Linked DNA regions of Astyanax mexicanus: region 1 is linked to region 2. Evidence: chromatin contacts called from public Hi-C data. All regions are on one chromosome and are shown on one strand. The core of a region is the stretch at or near the end of the contact, and the rest is flanking DNA. Distances in the headings are between cores, read along the strand shown.

Region 1 (6,852 bases), core at 4,290-6,789, 54 kb before region 2:
GAATAGCACAAAGCGTCAGACGACTGTGATGGAGGGTAAAAAGAGGCCAGGTGGAGCCGAAAAGGCCAGATTAAAAAAAGAAAGAAGATGGAAGAAGAAGCAGCCAAATGTGCAAAATTAACAAACTTGTTTTCCAGAAGACAGACTTCAGCTGCAGCCGGTAAACAGAGATATGGAAATAATCTTGAATCGTCAGCTATTGGGCAACGTTTGCAATGTCGATTTAGCGTAGTTTATTTTGTAGAGCCCAATACACATCATTAACCTCTTAACACGCCCTGGCCCGCCGACGGGCCAGAAATATGTCATAGTTAATATCTTTTTGTGTTTATGAATAATTTTTTTTTTTTAATTTTAAAGCCTAGAATCTCTGCTTTTCAGTATCTAGCCTATTTAGCTGTATGTCCTTTCAGGAAATAAACATTTAGGGCGAAATATGCCTTGTTTATTAGAATTAAGATTTTGAATCTGGTAAAGCTTTATATTCTGTCTTTAAGCTACTGCTTTGAGGATTCACTATTTCATTTTGATCTTTTAGAATTCGTTAGATTATATTTCTTTTAGCATTTTGAGCTTAGTTTAGTTGGTTATTTTCCTATTTTACATCTATTTTTCTGTTTTTATTAAATGTTGTTATTAGCTTATTAGCTTCTAGCTTGTTAGCATACAGAACGTTTCCCTGGTCTTTTAAATGAATATTTATTTATTAATTATAATATAATATAATAGCTGTATCTAATTTTAAGCCAGACAGACACTGTGTGATTTTTTTAATCAGGTGCTGAGATCTCATTCGCATGTTTGAATGGTTTGTCCTGTACGAAAACGCACCTGATATATGCTGACACTGTAGTCTGACTGGCAGACTGAGAGACTGAATGTCATGCAGCCCCAAAGCAATAGAATTAGCGCCAGATCCCCGCGAGCCGCGCACATATTAATCCACCTGCAGAGCTTCAAACGCGCAGATGAGCGCATCACTTTCCTCAGCTGGTCGGGCTCCAGGAAATAGTCTGTGATGTCATCTGTTTTTTAATACTATTTTAATTTTATATAAAGCTATTGCATGATAATCACCATATAGCTAAGTAACCAAGTCTTATTGTTAACGAAACTTCTCATTAACTGAAACGAATAAAAACGGTGATTAAAAGAAAAAAAACTAAAACGAACTGAAATTACAGATTAAATACCCTCAGTTTCGTGTTTGTTAATTTATTTATAATTGATTTATATAAATGTGGTATATCATGATATATATCGTTATTGTGATATATATATATATATATATATATATATATATATATATATATATATATATATATATATATATATATATAAAATATTTTCCCATATCGCCCAGCACTAATTTTAAGTCAAATTAATTACCTTATAAATCTTTATTTGATTTAAATTGGAATTAAATGTGTTTAGGTGAAGGGTGTTCTGTTAACTTACCAACATATACTTGTACTTATATGTAATAAAAAGGCATTGTAAGATCTAGCTGCTGTTTTATTTATTCAAATTCCTGCTCCATGGAAAAAATGGGCTGGATTTGGGCACGAAACTCCCGGGCTGAAAAAAGGGCCCACTCCGGCCCTGAATTAAATGTTTTACCGTTTTTTTTTTTTTGCGTAACCACCGCGGTAAATAAAGTGCGGGAAAAATTTAGTTTGCGCACTTAAACAAAGCGAAAATATTCTACTCTGCACGCATTATAAATATGTTTTGCATTTTTATTTAGGATTCAGGAAAAATATGATCGCTGTAGGACGCCTGCTCGTAAAAATGGGCACAATTGCTAAAGCGTGTTATTATTATTATTATTATTATTATTATTATTATTATTATTATTATTATTACTACTACTATTATTTACAAAATCCAAAAGATTTACAGATGTTTTGTTTGAATGTTCTACATAAAACGTTTATTATTGTTATTATTATTATTATTATTATTATTATTATTATTATTATTATTATTATCATTATCCTATATTAGACTGTACTATTTATTTTATTAAAAATGTTTATTCTTTAAATTAATAAAATATTTCAGTTACTGTCACCAAGAACATTATTATAAACACACCCTGTAGCTAAATGGCCTAACAAAGTACTACAGTATATTAAGCTAACTAAAATAGAATATGTCAACATCTAATAATAAGTACTTGTAACTTTCTGACAGGTAATATTCTCACTCTAATGGTAACCTAATCCTAATCAAATATTATATACAGTTATCTTTCACTAGTGGCATCAAATATTTTCTAAGGTGATGTTATCGTAAAACAGTAGGGAGCTGTGCTGAGCTGTGAAATGGTAAATTCATGTGCGTTGTGTCTGACCCGTGTGTAAACCTGTGTAAGGAGAATGAAAATGAAGATTTGTGCAAAAGAAACACTCATTCATAAATTCGTCAATTAAATTCTGAACGACGGAATTAATGCATTGCTAAAATATATCATAGAACCACACAGCCATACTTGAAGTAGCATAGAAAATGAATGTGGCTCATTTTAGACCCACGCTGCCCGTTTGAGCGGCAGCGATACAAAAAGGGCTTTTATTTAAAAAGTAAGAAAGCAAAAAATAATATAAGGATGTACCATGATCAAAAACAATTTAATTAAGGAATACCTTGAATACTGAATGATTCGGAATATTACGATCTCATAGTGAACAGTTTTTATTTTTTTAAGAGTGACCCTAAAACGTATAGAATCTCTACACAGATCTGCTAAATGTGTTGCTGGATTTTGTGTGTCCGGTTGATTTCCTAATTTCTCCATTTATGCATTCATTCTGTATGCTGTGGTGGTCTCTGTATTGCGCGTTTTATTAAAATCCCCAATGCCTTCGAGAGAGAGAGAGTGTGTGTGTGTGTGTGTGTGTGTGTGTGTGTGTGTGTGTGTGTGTGTGTGTGTGTGTGTGTGTGTGTGTGTGTGTGTGTTGGCTGGCTCAGGTCTTGCGGCATCAGACAAATTAAACATGATTACTAAATAGGCCAGCAATGAAAGAGTTGATAAAAAATAAGTACATTTGATTACATTTTGTTATGTTTTAATCAGGGACTACATTTTGCAAAGCCCAGTTTAGCCAGAAATACATGAATCTAGCACATCTAATAACACAGCAGACATTTGAAGCACTTGGGGGCTTTTATTTTAACAGGAGATATAGTTCCCTGACAGAGTCAGAGGGCTGAACTGCTTGGAGAAGGAGGGGATATGTATATTCTGTCGGTTTTTGCATATGGAACGCCTGGAGGCGTTATGAAAACGCGTGGTGGCGTTATGTAAGCGCCTGGCGCCGCCACACGCTCTTAAACGCCTGGCGGCGCCTCGCGTTTGTTCCAAGGCGTAAAAGTAAGCCCTGCACGGCGTTTTGGACGGCGTTTTTTAAGTATTACGCACGCTTTAAGCGCCGTCAGACCCAGGCGAATTCTGACCCATTTGGCTTGCCATATCATAGAGGGGGGGCAGCGCGGTGGTGCGTTCTAAATCACTCCCTCCCTATCACAGAAACAGTGCAGTGTTTACCATTGGTTAACACACAATATAGTGCACTATTCCTGTGATAGGGCGTGATTAAGAACGCAGAGACCAGTGCTAATGTACAGCGTTTAACAGCACGCGGCGACAGAGAAACGAGAGGCTGAGGAGAATACAGGGAGAGGGAGCGTAGTCGAGGTTCCCTGTGCGATATTTGTCTCCAGAAGCTGATATGGTATAAAAAAGCTAATTTGAAAGCATATATTATCCGTAAATTGCACAATTTAATTTATTACATTAAAAATATTTCTGTTAGTAACAACATATTTCTGAACGAAACATACAGTACTGTGCAAAAGATTTAGGCACCTGTGGGGATTTCAGTAAAGAAAAAGCTTCTTATCTGTGAAGTAAGTGATTGTTAGCTCTAAAACACTAAAAATACAATAAATACAAACAGCAATTTTACAAAAAACAGAGCTTTTATAGCCCTGTTTTCCTGTTTTTTTAAACATCTCCTAATCTCTCCTCCTCATCTGAGTTTAATAGAGTTATTTATCATCATATCTACACCTGGTTTGGTAATTTGGTAAATCAGGTGAGCTGCTGACAGAACTGAACATAATATACACATGCTATTATATATAAAAGGTAAAGGATTATATATTTACAATAAAGTAGTTCCTAAATAATTTAGATTTATTAGTCCTGTTTGCTAATTTTTACCATTATCAACCTTAAAATTAATAACATAAAGATAAAGATTTGGTGGATTTGATGTTGCATGTATACAGTACCAATTAAAAGTAACACACCTTAAATTCAGTGATTTTTTTATTATTTTGAAATGTTTTGCATTTTAGATTAATAATAAACTAATACAGACTATACGGAAATATATAGTGGAATATTTAGTAAACAAACAAAAAGGTTAAACAAACCAGACTATGTTTTATATTTTGAATTCTTTAGAGTAGCACCTCTTGCTAAAATGACAGCTTTGCACATTTTGGGATTTGGGATTAGGGGTAGAGTCATCTAAATATGGATGAAACTGGTTCTCCTCGCAATAATTTTTATTTTAATATAGTGCTTTCTCTAATATAAACATCTTTTCTTATAGTCCTCTCTCTTTTAAACCTTACTGTTAATCATATTCAGGCAATTTCTTGCAAATCAAAGGAACTCTGATGCATTAACATAATTTGCCACAAACGCCAAGAGATCTGGTGCTAACTACTGTGAGTTGCAATTTGGCAAATCCAAGTCTCACAAGAGGAATTATCCCTCTGGAGGACAAAACAAGAAAGTAAATATTTGACCATCAGTGGTTTATTTTGGGTTTGGGGTTTATATTTACATCTTCGCACATACTTAAAAAAATGTGCATTTAAATTAGTCAATTGCTGAAACTAAAGAAATTAAACTGGTTAAGTTGTTCACAGTGAATGATGTTACTTTCAAATAGTTAAATGAATATGCCACTTATATACCAGTCCGTATTTAAATGTGAAAATAATTAGAACATTTTTGTGAGTTTGCTACCCCTTAAGGTTAAAATAGCCAAAATGACGCTTGTATGATGTAAGCTAATTACAAATAATGTTAATAATAGTGGATATGTTACACACATTGTAGCCTATGGAATGATGATGCGTATGGTGCTGAGGTGGTGGGTTTAGAGCCCAGAGGTGTCAAGTAATGAAGCACAAATACATTCTTACCTTATTTTTATGTAGTGCACTATAGGCCCTATATGTGGTATGGCCTAAACTTTTGTCCCTAATGGAATTTTTTTGCAGTGAATGAGAATACTGTGAGCACCTGTGTTAGTGTTAATAAGGGCCCGGCTGGCCCTGACCGCGGCGAGGCGCAGTTCATCTCCAGCAGCCGCTGAGACCCGCCGTCTGCAGGGGCCGCGTGTTTTCAGCCGCGGGCTGCAGTTCCTCAGATCGGCCGCTAGAGGCAGCGCTCCAGATGGCCGCTCCGCCACAGCAGCACAAGTTTAGCTCAGCGTGGAGCGAGTGGGCGCTTTCTGCCCCAAAAAACAGGATTTTTAACCGCGATTAGACCAAACCCAGTCCAGTCCGAGGAGAAGAGCGGCTCTGGAGCGGATAGGCGCTGTTTAACCCGTGCTGGAGAGTGGTGTGTTGGTGGGTGAGAGGGTATGAGTGTTTCTGAAAGGCAGCAGGAGGATCTGAGCACGGCGGACCCCGAGGTGAGAGAGAGCCTGTGTACTATCTACTGTTATTACTGCAATACTGCATACAATACACAATTTTCTCACGTTTCTCCTGTTTCTGTGGTTTTTCGGGGCATTTTCCGAGATTTATAGTTTTATAAAAGAGCCTAGTTTTCAACTTTGGCTTGTGCATAAAGTTTGGCTTCAGTTTAGTTTGTGTTTTTAGTTGCTTTAAAGATACTATGTTCCATATTTTCACTTTTTGTTATTATTTTTCCTCATTTGTCAAAAGTAGGAGCTCATGTTAAGCGTTGTGCTGCCTGTGAGAGTGAAGGAAACCATGCGTTTGTTTTGGTTCTACAAGGATTCAACATAGGGGAGGGCAATGTGGTTAAAATATTATCACAATATTTAAAGACATTTTCATGTAGGGCTGCGCAATAGTGTAAAAAAACTAACTTGAACTTCTTCAAATATATGAGTGATTCTCATATTGATTTAAATTATTAGTTCTTTATTTGAAAAATGAAGGTCAGTCAATAGTAAAAAAGATTTTAAAGATCTTTAAAATTATCCTTAAGTACAGTTGAAAAGACCATCAAAAATGCTATGATGGAACTGGCTCTCATAAGTAACACACCAGGAAAAGAAGATGAAGAGTTATCACTGCTGCACAGTTCCTTAGAGTTACCAGCCTCAGAAACCACAAGTTAACAGCACTGTTTGGTAAATACAGATATGCAGCACCTGGGTGGTCGATAACTAATGTAAGAAATAAAGACAGTGCAATTTGGCAAAGCCATATCTTACAAAATCAGGTATCCCTCTGGAGGACACATTAAGAAGTGCATGAATTTTGTCTGCAGTTTAGTTTGTGTTTCTAGTTGCTTTAAAGATATTAATTTCCATGATTTCACTTTTTAACTCAGTTATTATTTTCCTCATTTGTCAAAAGTAGGAGCTCATGTTGGAAGTAGGACTGCTTGGAAGAGTGAATGAAACCATGCCTTTGTTTTGGTTTAACATAGGGGTGGACAATGTGGTAAAATATTATATTCCAATATTTAAAGATATTTCCGTGTAGGGACGGGTGATATTGTAAAATAAATAAATAAATAAATAAATAAATTCTATACTTCAAATATATATTAAACACAGTGCATTGTGC
Region 2 (6,746 bases), core at 2,896-5,395:
TAATACACACTCCAACACAGGCAAACATTGTGCTTCAAGCACTTAGTCATAGACAGTACAGCAGTACAGCATGCAATTGTTCACAAGCTGATAATTTAACACCAGTTTTTTATAATATGGTTTAATATTATGGTATTTAGCATGCACACTAATATGCACACCAGCACAAACACATTCTAAAATATACACTCACACAGGGAAACATATTAAAAGTAAAGCTATTATAAAAAATGTTCTTTGGTTCCGCAATGAACCACACTCTAACACACACCAACATAAGTATAACATCAGTGCACACTCCACCAAGGTAGGGGAGTCGTGTCTGTGTGTGTTTGTATGTTTATTAAACTCACTTGGTTCGTTTTTTTTTTCACCCCCATATCAGCTCATTATCAGTCACTGCACTGCCCACGTTCTCCATGCTTCACACTCTGACTCCCAGCTCACATACTTCCAAAGAAAACATTCCCACCCAGTTAAACTGTGCGTTTCAGGTCTAATCGTTTAGTTTTTTTCCTGAAAGGCTGTGAATCAATTCTGAAGATGCTTATCATCACTATCATAACATAACTCCAACACAGTGTCTATATAGGGAATGAGAGAGTGATAACGTAGTGATTTTATTAACAATTTTATTTTTGGAAAAAATATTTGGTTCATTAAAAAAATAAATGAATAATTAGTAAAATAATCTATGTAAAAATTATTCTATCAGCTGTAACCCCACCACTTCCAGAGTTCCCTAACCAGTTTAATCTCAGTCTGGTACTGATTTTGCCGTCCAGTCCTATTATTTACCATAAAAAAAAACATTTTTTGATATCTTTTTCTAAATTGTAACACAAAAAATAAAAAAAAATGATCATTATTTTCACGCATTGTATTTATTTAACAGCCGACATAAATAATCTCATTCTTATACTGTCACCATAAAAGACTCCATCTATTTGGACCTTTTTGGAACAAACAGCAAGCATGAAAAAAACATTGCTTGTGCTTAAACTGCAAATATTTTTCCTATGCATATTGCTTCATGCATTTCAGTTTTAGGACTACTTTTTTATTTAAAATATCAGCATTACATTAACAAAATTAAATGAAATTATATTAGTGGTATCAATAACTTAAATTAATTATAATCATGATTCTTATTTTGAATGCTGCTACTTTCCTGTATGGTGGGGCAGTTACAATAGTGTAGTGTGGTTTAGGTCAGACAGACTAGAGCTTTTTAACTGTATTATAATATCTCAGGAGAGAGAGAGGGAGGGGAGATGGAGTGTGTGAGAGAAAGACAGTACAAGTAAGCAAGAGACAAGCGCGAGTGAGAGAGAGAGGGGAGAGGGTGAGTGAGTAAGCGAACACCTGAGATTTTAGCACAGCGGCGTTGTGCCGACAATTTCAATAATTACTGTGTTTCTGCGTGCACTCTCTGCTTTTGTGCGCTAGGGTGTCGTTGTGGTTGTTTTTACGTTGTTGTGTGTGCTCTCTGCATTTGGCACATATTATGCAAAGTATCGATGTCACCCAACTCATGCTGTAATAAGTAATACTAATCTTATATCACCAAAACAACAACTTGACAGGAACAGGAAAAAAAAATAATTTTAGTGTAAAAAGTTCCTTTTTTTAATCCCAAGTTCAAATGAATTCTGACTTACTTCCGAAGATTCAAATCATGTCAAAAAAGTATTGGCAAAAATGTAGTTTTTCATGTGAATGCAATGACTTGTCAGTGTTCAATGTAAATAAGTAAACAAAACTTTAAACAAACAAAAAAACATTGTAGACAGCTTTTCATGGTTCACTGAATTTACCAAATTGTGTCAAATTAAAGATATCACCACCTTTCTGAAATAATCGTATAACAATTTACTTTTTAAATTTCCTAATAATGCTGGCCACTTGTGGTAATATATATATATATATATATATATATATATATATATATATATATATATATATATATATATATATATATATATATATTTTTATATATATATATATATATATATATATATATATATATATATATATATATATATATATATATTTATATATTTGATCTGGATTTTTACTCTTCATCTTAGTTAAGTCTATAAAGCTAGCTAGAAGTGTGGCTGTTAATATGTTAACTGTTCTGTCTTGCCAATCAATATTTTTAAAGATTTTAAATGAGGAAAGTTGTTGGTTGGTTCTGTTGCTCGACTATTCTCTTAAACCATTGCTAATGTTTAAATAACCATATGTTTTTTGTGTTTTCTAAAAACTTAAAAAAAAAAAAGTTTATTTTAGAAAGGTGTCGATATTTTAAATAGGTGCTTTATTTTATACTGTCATCTGACATCATCATAGATATTCTTAACTTGTTGTATTATGCTGGTAGCAGTGATGTGTGAGTGAATTGGGGAATTTGCGTTTGTGGAATGCTGCTCATTTGTCAGAGAGCCAGATTTGTTCTTTGTAACGTTAGCCGGAGACGATTATCAGTGAAATTGTATTAGATTATAAATAGTCAGGCCTCTACTGCCCTGCCAGCCTGCCAGTTTTCACTCTTATCTCTAAAGATCAGTCTAATCTCATACCGGGATATATGATATTAGTAACATGCAGAACTGCTTATTGGAAATAGAAAAGGTTAATATGTAAACAAAGTAAGTCAGATTTGGATTTGGTGTGAAAAGTTCTGTTCGCACATCACTTAACCTATTACATTAAATAGTTATTAAAACACCTGATACCTGAGACACTGTTTTGGGAAACTGGAAAAGAACATTGCGGTCTGCTGTTTTTAAAGCTCATATGAATAAGCCAGAGGGGTAAAAATACAATAGATCTTTTGGTTTAAATAAGAAGTTCATGGGCCAGGACGGCTTGCTATCATTGGCAGAACGATTAATTATACCAGCACTTATGAAGAAAAATGTGAAAACATATAATAAAACTCTTTTTTTTGTTTGTATATACTGTATTATCTATACAGTATAGTTTCACTATAATAGTATTTAGACACTATATTACCGTATTTTTTACGATATAAACCACACTTAATATCCTTACATTTTCCCAAAAATTGTAAGTGTGTCTTATGCATGAATTTTACCAATCAGTTTGTAAGGAGCAGTAAAGCCACTCTGCTGAAGTATAGTGTTATACAGGGGCTGGAGCAGTATTAGCATTAGCTGCTAACAGTAGCATTAGATTCTTTCGCCATTTAGAGGTGAGTATATTGGACTGTAGTCTGCGTGTTTATCAGCTAGAGATTTGTTACACGTAGCTTGTTTTAACATGGTAGAGTCTTAGGTTACCAGAACATTCAGGGTTCCTCAGTGTAGTGCTATCTGGCGTCATATACTAGCGCTAATTGCTGCTGCTAACTACGGCTAGGCCCAATTTAATTTTACTCCTTGGCCCCTTACACTTACCCCTACCCTTTCTTTTCACTGAGTTACAAGGGGAAGAGATGAAATCCTCCACCCTAAGATTTGGTACAACCTTTCAAGCACCCGATACATCATCAGGAGTGCTAAAGATAGAAGAGAAACATGGTGTCACCCTTGTTCTCTACTATTGTTGCTTAAATGCTCTTTATAATCCGGTATGCCTTATGCATCATTTCTGGGTGTTTAATAGTATTAATTGTATTCTGTAATAATAAAGTTTGAGTAAAGATGCAGTTTAACAGACTTCAAAAGTTTGAATATTTACAAATCAGAAATAATGATAATATATCAATGCTTCATAACGTACCATTTATTTTGCATGAGGTCTCGGCAGTGCCCTTTAGTCTGCCTGGAGACGATGCCTATGTGACCTCATCTTCTCTGCTGCTTTTTGTGTTGATGTTAAATGATGTCATGGAGTTTACAATATTTGTCAGCTCCTAATTTAGCAATGATGTCATGCAGGTAGTGTAGCAGCAGTAAATACCCAAACAAATAAATAAACACAGGCTTTTATGAAGAGATGGTGAACAGCTGAGTGCGTTTCCTGTAATATGCTGACTATTTTATTTGTCCTTCAGTATTTCCCCTGTTTCAGACTGCAGACACTGCCATAGGGATCGTCTGACAGTACTGCATTAGAGAGTGTGTGTGTGTTTGAGTGTCTGTGTGTTTATGGGGTTGAGTGTGTGTGTTTTGGAAAATGAAATTCCTCTGAGTGTGTTGCTGGTGGTGTGTGAGTGCCGGTGTTTCCTGCAGCTGGCGCTGGGCACCTGGACCTGCTCTGGAATTGAATTGACCAATGGGCACTGTGCCCAAAGCCTGATCCTTTATCGCCCCCTATAGGAGCTACAGTATATCACTGTCCAGGGACATTTTTCTATTCACAGCTTCCAGCTATATAGCACTAATTTACCTTTTAATGAATAATTTATTAATAATTTGTCAGAGACAATTTAAAACGATTGAACCATATTGGTCTTTGAGAACCCATACCAAGGCTCAAAAGACTTACATATGCGCTTGCCGCTATACTTTATTTTTGATAGTTTAACAGTAATAACAGGACCCCTTAGGATTTTGTTGGATTATTTTTTTAGATTGTAGGACTTGTTGAACTCTTTTCCTTAAATTTTTACTCATATTATCATTACTGGTAAATTAATAGAAATTGTAAGGAAAATATACCAAATATACCAAAATATACCAAACAATGTTTATTTTATTTTTAAATGTGACATATGCAAAACTCATTTTTTGTGTGCTTTAAAAATATAAATATAATTTCGGTCATTTTGTTTGAGAACTTCAAACAGTACACAACAGGATTAGCCAGTAGACTTTGTCTGAGGAAGGGATCTGTACCTACTGTATGTGGCAAGTCAGTAGATGAGAGATGTTAGTACTTTCAAATAAGGAGTTTTGTGTTTTTATCACAGTTAAGCATGGACTAGCTTGTTCGCATTTTGCATTTAAGCACAAGCTGACAGAGCCCATAAACAGCTTATTCTAAAGGGACTAAAACTGGCAGGAATAGAGCTGATGAGATCTCTTTATGTGACAGGGATTTTGTGCAGAGAACTTTATAAACATATTGTATAGCTCATTTTTGACCTTGTGTGTATTAATAGGATTTTTTCCTAACTATGCTTTAATAACACAATCTACACCCAGCCTACCCTCAGCGTCACCCACTCAGACTGAGTGAATGCACTTCACTAGCCTCTCTCTCTCTCTCTCTCTCTAGGCTGAGTATCCAAATTAGTCTTTAAATCCCCAGCGGCTCGTTTAACTGAGCGATCCCATTCCCAGCCTTTCATTAACAGCCTAGAACAATCCCCCCACTGTCTCTCCTCTGTTGACCACTAGCTCCAGTTTCTCTCTCACTGTCACACTCCAGAATAGCCACCAGTAATCTTTCATTACGCTGGAAACCAGTAAAGAGGCTCTGCTTGTGCTCTGTTTGGTCTCTGCTGTAAATTATTCATCTCTGTTTTTAACTTGGCCTGCTCAGCTCTACCCAGAATCCCTGCTTGCAGAGGTAGCTCAGGGTCCAGCTCTTCACTCATTGGTCTGTCTGTTTTTATGAAGTGATGGAGCTGCAGCTCATTGGCCAAGGCAGTAAGTGGGCGGGTCTAAGTGTTATCAGTGTTTGGCTCAACAAACCCTTTTAATGAGCTCAGGCTGGAGGATAGTTCTCACAGCGCAGATCTGAGCTCTTACACTGCGTCTAAAGAACCGGAGCCGTTAATGTTCCTGATAGCAGGAGCAGCAGTAATGTTCTGACTGTGAACAGCAGCCGTAACTCTGGATCAGCTGTAAGCACTTTATTTTACTCTTTACTCTTTAAGAACATGCATGCTACAGATTAAACTGAATTAAATTGGCTCTTTTTGAAAAAGAGATATGGATATGGAGGATATAAACGGTTTGATATGGTATTGAATGTGTTGAAATTATGGTAATGTAACAAAACATATCACTAATACATGTTAACTCTTGAGTCATTCACCTGACCTTCATTTTAAAAAGTGTGTACCTGTAAATATAATTGTATAGTTGTGCTATAATTGTGATAAGTCACAATTACATTATTAAATAGTATCATGTATACAGTACAAGTCAAATACACACCTTCTCATTCAGTTTTATTATTTTATTTTATTTTTTTCCTACATTGTAAGTAAGTACTGAAGTCATTCAGACTATGAGTGAATACATAAAGAATCATGTAGTATTTAGGTGCTCTTATCTGGAGTGCTGTTAAATTGCAGTTTTTGAGGCTGGTAACTTTGCTGAACTAATCCTGTGCAACAGCGAACACTCTTGTGCTTACTTTCTTAGGGTGGGCCAGATGAGAGCCATTTTCATCATAAAGTTTTTGATGGTGTTTTGACTGCACTTAAGGGTATTAAGGAAAATTTTTAAAGTATTTTTTTTTTCTTTATTTAATTGAGTAGATTGTGCCATAATATGGTTTAGAACATTACTCAAATGTTAAAGCTGCGTTTCAATAAAAAATAACAAAGAACTAGTATCACTAGTTAGAACTATTCTGTGTTGAATCTATGTTTTTCTTTTTGTCTTAATATTTTGTGTGTGTGTTTGCCAGCAGATCCTGGACCCCATGAGACTCTGCTGCACTTTGCGGCGCGGCGTGGTCTGCGGAGGGTGGCACTGTTCCTGCTGCAGCAACCGGGCGGCCAGGACGCCCTGAGACACCCAAACAAACAGGGACACACACCTGCAGGAGTAGCACACAAAAGAGGACACTCTCAACTGCAGCACCTACTCTCAGAGTGA

The links. Hi-C and Micro-C count contacts between places; a contact is called where the count stands out from the background.
Region 1: a Hi-C map of muscle shows a contact between it and region 2, with 17 times the contacts expected there. The contact joins the promoter of akap13 here to the enhancer-like site in region 2. A contact is called at or near these places in 2 of 3 Hi-C or Micro-C datasets (both in muscle).

Annotation. Positions count from the first base shown.
Region 1 is chr10:9,966,385-9,973,236 of AstMex3_surface, reverse strand. It overlaps akap13 (A-kinase anchoring protein 13), which reads left to right and starts at 5,539. Exons shown (of 41, transcript XM_049484323.1): 1 at 5,539-5,720.
Region 2 is chr10:9,911,245-9,917,990 of AstMex3_surface, reverse strand. akap13 (A-kinase anchoring protein 13) reads left to right here. Exons shown (of 41, transcript XM_049484323.1): 5 at 6,556-6,742. Among protein-coding and RNA genes, the nearest start is that of akap13, 53 kb to the left of the region's middle. Within about 2 kb of position 4,145, the one cell type or tissue checked has an H3K27ac peak away from gene starts, as active enhancers do.